Linked DNA regions of Danio rerio: region 1 is linked to region 2. Evidence: chromatin contacts called from public HiCAR-type data. All regions are on one chromosome and are shown on one strand. Each heading gives the region's core, a stretch centred on a gene start, on an enhancer-like site or on the middle of the called end of the contact. The rest is flanking DNA. Distances are from core to core; before and after follow the strand shown.

Evidence for each region. HiCAR-type assays count read pairs that join an accessible place to other places.
Region 1: a HiCAR-type map of caudal fin shows a contact between it and region 2, with 7 times the contacts expected there. The contact joins the promoter of magi3a here to the promoter of rsbn1 in region 2. A contact is called at or near these places in 2 of 18 Hi-C or Micro-C datasets (caudal fin and an unstated tissue) and 2 of 4 datasets of contacts at active chromatin or transcription factors (caudal fin and embryo).

Annotation. Positions count from the first base shown.
Region 1 is chr23:29,406,257-29,408,956 of GRCz12tu, forward strand. It overlaps magi3a (membrane associated guanylate kinase, WW and PDZ domain containing 3a), which reads right to left and starts at 1,346. Exons shown (of 21, transcript NM_001365194.1): 1 at 250-1,346. The coding sequence starts at 556.
Region 2 is chr23:29,136,963-29,139,662 of GRCz12tu, forward strand. rsbn1 (round spermatid basic protein 1) reads right to left here and starts at 1,378. Exons shown (of 7, transcript XM_021469974.3): 1 at 754-1,378. The coding sequence starts at 1,351.

The DNA of each region.
Region 1 (2,700 bases), core at 96-2,595, 270 kb after region 2:
CAGTTCGTGATTGGTTGTCTGTTGCTAAACAACACATTGTAACATTGAGCACAAGCTCTGCTAAAAGCGATGCTAACCCACTTTCAAACATACAAAAATGAAACGTAAAGTGGTAGATTATTTGCTTATAAATGCTAGTTTTAAAATGCATAAACTAGCATTTATTTGAGTTTTAAAAAGAAACTTGTGTGTAATTGTAGCGTCACAAACAGATAACTCAGGCTTTAATTAGCAAACAGACAAACTAACCTGGCTTGACAGTCTTCAGACGGAGGGGTTCGCGAAAGTGGCGGATGACGGCGAGGGTGTCTCGGTTTGTCAGTCCGCTGACAGGCGTGCCGTTCACCTCCAGAAGCACATCTCCTGGACCAGGCAGCCTGCCGACATGGCACACTAGCGCGTCCGACAACACCTGTCCCAGGTGCGGGAACTCTCCGTGCTCGGCTCCTCCGCGTATCTCCAACACGGCGCAGAGCTCCTCTGCATTACCCCACGAAACAGCACATTCCTGCACTTTGCTGGACCAGTGTTTCTTCTTCTTCAGCGTCTTGGACATGATTAATCCCTTTCGTACACGAGTCTCTCAAAACAAACTGGTTATTTCCTTATGCAAGCGCGTTTAGAGTGCTAAAAAGCACAGCGGCTTCATTCCCATGTCTTGATGTAAAGGTAAAAAAAAGGTCCTAAAACTTCACAATTGACATCGCTCGGTTGTACTCCCAGTATGGTTCAGTCAAAACGCACGAAATTCATCAGAACTGAGGCACAAGCTCACGCGAAGGTAAAATAGATCATTGCCTTAAAATCTACGCTAGTCTTCAGAGCTCACCAAGAAGTGTGTCGCCAAATGTCCTCGCACGATCCAAACAAACGCTTTCTAGGAGCAAAAGACACGGAAATGGCAATAAACTACCACCGAGGCAGGACAGCCTACTTCATCCAGGCGCATAAAAATAATCTAGCCTCCTCAAATCGCTCGGTAATACCGGCTGATGAATGAAACGCCGTAGAAAAACACTCAGATCCGCGTGTAATCCCTCGCGATCTAGGGCGACTGTTGTTAACTTGGTTTCGCGCACCTGTTCCAATGACATCAGCTACCGGCGCGTTCACGGGAAACGACGAGGAGCAACAATGTATACCTGGATCGGGAATGCACGAATTGCTAGGTCCAGCGTCAGACGACCTTTGATTCTAGTAGAAACGCCCTCTCGTGTGGGCTGTTGTTGTTGTGTGGAGCTGTCAGTGCCCGTCGGTCATTAATTGTAGGTGCAGCTTTGCAACTTTGTAGTCTTTTTTTCAGCTTATTACTTGCGCCAAACCAGAGCAGCGTCTGTCAGTGGCGCACACCGACACCAATGCAGAGTGGACGAAAGCACGGCGGCCAATCAGAGCGAGGGGGCGGGCTTTACCGCACTATTTCACAATGCCAAACATAAAAGCGCCTCTGCTATGCTTAGAGCTGAAAGGACATGGCAACTCTGTTGAGGAAAATTAAGTACTTTAAATGAAATCGCATACCACAGTGTTTCTCAACCACGTTCCTGGAGGATCACTAGCTCTGCACATTTTCCATACCTCCTTACCAAACACACCTGATTTAGATCATTAGCTCATCAGCAGAGACCAAAAGACCTGTCATGGTTGTGACAGACAAGAAGACATCCAAAAAATGCAGGTCGGATGGTCCCTTAGGAATATAGTTGCGAAACACTGGCATGACAAATACCTATAATTCAAATACTATCATAAATCATAAAAGGTAAATGTAAGTATTTTTAATAACTGTTACATACCCTTAATTCTGTCTAGGGGAACACAGGTACACAACATAATAGTAGTCAAAATAGTTAGTGAAGTTTGTTTGTTTGTGTGTGTGTGTGCGTGTGTGTGTGTCAGTAATAATGTCCCATGAGCAACCTCCCAAAAGACTAAACAAACGAAAAATTACCAAAACCCAAACACTTCACAATGCAATTTGAATAAAGCAAGCTTCAAGAGGGAGTTCAAGCCAAATCAACAAATAAAAAGTTCTCTAACTGATAGAAAGGAACTAAATCATCTATTAAAGAAAATCAAAATACCCTCACACCCTTCTAACATTAACAGGAGGAAAAATAATGACAAAAAGAAAAAGGGTAAAGTTTTAATAAAAAACAAAGTAAAGAGTCAATAACAAAGTACTATTGAAAAATGAAAAAATCATAATAATAAAAAAACTTAAATCAATCATTCATTCATTCATTCATTCATTCATTCATTCATGATTCTTTTCGGCTTAATCTCTTTATTAATTTGGGGTCACCATAGCGGAATGAACCCACATTGTATCCATGCATATGTTTTTAAGCAGTGGATGCCCTTCCAGCTGCAACCCATCACTGAGAAACACACTCATTCACTCTCATACACTATGGACAAATTTAGCTTACCCAATTCAACTGTACCACATGTTTTGGACTTGTGGGGTAAACCGGAGCACCAGGAGGAAACCCACACGAACTCGGGGAGAACATGCAAACTCCACAAAGAAAAGCCAACAGACCCAGCTGGGACTCGAACCAGAATTATTTATAATTTATAATTGTTTCATTATAAGCATATCTATATGGAGTACAATAGTTTGGGGGTTCTGTATTGTTTAGCCCTGGTTGAACCCCCAAAATGTGAAATTAAATTAATAACTGCAGAATATATTGG
Region 2 (2,700 bases), core at 128-2,627:
ATTGCACAACAAAAACTTATATGCCTAATTTTTTCGCAGTCAATGTATTTTTTAATGGCATGACTTTCTATGATTTCAACCTCTTTTTAAAGCATTAAGTTGTAAAAGAAACGCATTAAAACTTTTTTAAAGCTGACAGAAATCTTGACATCTTTGTAAGATACTCCAAAGCAAAATCTACATTCATTTACAAACCATAGTGACCCCAGTTTCAGCCACAATTCCGTGAATACTACTGATGTTGTTACTAACTACTTAATATCAATTCTATTTCTTAATCAAGAACACTGGTGGTAGGAAGTTACAATCATAGTACAAAACGGTCCTGTGATAGAGTACAGGCTGATTTCTATATAGAGTACATGACACTGCAATACACATTAAACAATAGCATGGCATTATTATTATTATTGTATGTTGTTAATGAATCAGTATGCTGTTATGCAATCAGTATCAGGGATACTAAACAGTAAACATGAAAGACGAAAGGAGAGCGCCTTTAGTGCTGAGAGACTGAAACAATAAGTTATATTATTAATTTAAAAGCACTCTCGCGGGTGTGAAAACTTTCTTTTTCGCTCATATTGAGCAGAACTGTTCTTCTGCACGTACAGTGAGCTCGTGTGAATGGGGGCGTGCTCGCGCATGGGTTAGCAGCGAGGCTAACGGCACTTTCTCCGCTCACTTCTCAGCTTGGAAGTCAGCCAGAAATGTAAAATGGTTTAGCTCGCGTGTAAACAACGATAAAATTACCTTTCTTTTTCTTGCACTCCCCCACTTTGACGTTAGCCTCGGCGTTTTCCTTCTTGGGCTTAAGTTTGGCGTCCTTCTCGATGTGTTTGGGCTTGTTGTTGAGGGGCTTGGCCTTCGCTACTTTGAGCGGCGTGAAAGTGAACAGCGGGGACGGCGGCTGGACCGTCTTCTGCGGGACGTGGGCTACTGCTGCTCCTGCTGCTGGTGTGACTTTGCGCGGCGGCCAGACCGGAGGTACTTCTTTCTTGGAGCTGTGGTTGTGATGGTGGTGGTGGTGGCGGTGTGGCACGAGTGCCTGCTCTTTGCTGAAGTTGCGCGCTTGGTTGTTCTGTTGTTGGTGCGGTGGATGCGCTCGTTGTTGCTCATGTTGGTGACTGTGTTGGTGGTGATGTAGCTTTATTTTCTTTGCTTCCTTCTCCGATCTCTCACGCTTGTCATCGGGCGGCGAACATTCGCGTTTTTTCTTCTTTTTCTTTTCTTTGGTGGCTTTGTCAAAGCTGTCCCTGCTCTTCTCCTCTACTTTGACGCGCAGCAGATCGACCTGTGCAGCCATTTTGCACGTAAATTTAAAAGGCTTTAAGAGGGACTTTTTGCGCATGTCAACTGGGAGTTGTAGTTCTTGTGCGCGTGGCCAATCGGAGCTCATGCGTTTGTAGTTTTTCCGCTTATAATGCGCATGCGCACAACTTTTAGCTTTGTGGGAAGTGTTGTTTCCGCGATGCCCTGCTTCTTGGGCTGCGTGCGCTGCTGCACGCACCCGTCCGGTGACTGACGTAATGCTGAAGCAGATTCACGGGTCTGGGCGGTTCCGTTTCGCGGAGAGGAGGTTCATTTCTATGCGCTCACAACCAGCAAAACAGCCACAGACAACATCCGGATGGCGATCGTGGTTGCGCGGTCTTAGATTAATATGAGGGGTGTTAGACAGGACGTTGTTTAGCTTTTTATACACGCAATTTTTTGGTTTATTATACATTAGATAGATCAGACAGACGTCTTCGGTTACTGCGGCATGAGCATCGCGTTTTTGAGCCAGGCTGTCTGTCAAATTAAAAATAGCCATGTCAGATTCGTGAACGAGGCGTTCTTGAGAGTCGGATATTTTCAGTCGGATCTAAAACTGATTTGAACGATTCATCACAAGTCGAACTGCATCGGTTCACGATGCTTTTGGGTCAACAACTCGACTGAGAAACAAAGCTTAAAGTATTTATTTGAAGTAGAAATTTACTGATTTGAATAAAAAAAGGGTAATGGTAGCATTTTTAATTGTAAATTAGATTTAGGATCTAAATGACTACAGACTCAATTATGATGTAATTTAGGTTTGTGCATGTTATGACGTAATTACATTTCAATAGAACCGAGTCGCAGAATCGATTTGTCTTTGCCTTTGATGTGAACTCTTCCAAAGTGTTTGTTCACGATGGTTGATTTCCCACTTCTGGTGTTTCCTTATAAGACAATTTCTTTATTATTGTTTTTCTTTGTTACCCTGACAATGCGTTTGTATTCTGTGTCTGTAGTGTCTTAATACTTACTTTATTCTGTTAAATAATAACCGCTAAATAAGTGAGAAAACCATGTTTTTTTTTTGTTTCAATAAGAATAGAGATGTGAATCTTCATTTGTTTCACAATTGAATTTGATCACTATTTAAAGCAGTCGTGTAGCCAGTCTATTGAAAGGGGTGCTTCTTTTTTTCTGAAAAAAGTGGACATTTTTGCAGTTATTCGACTCATTTTCTATTAAATTATGCAATTTAAATACTGCATTTTAGTGACATTTTAAGCACTGTATTTAGCTGGATTAGCTTGTCGGATGGTCACCATATGCACACTTTTTGATGTACCAAAAATTTTCTAATGATTTAGAATAAAGAAGTATGAAGAGGCTATTACTTTTAGGCTAGTTCATGAAACATCACTAGGGGGTAAATAGCAGTCT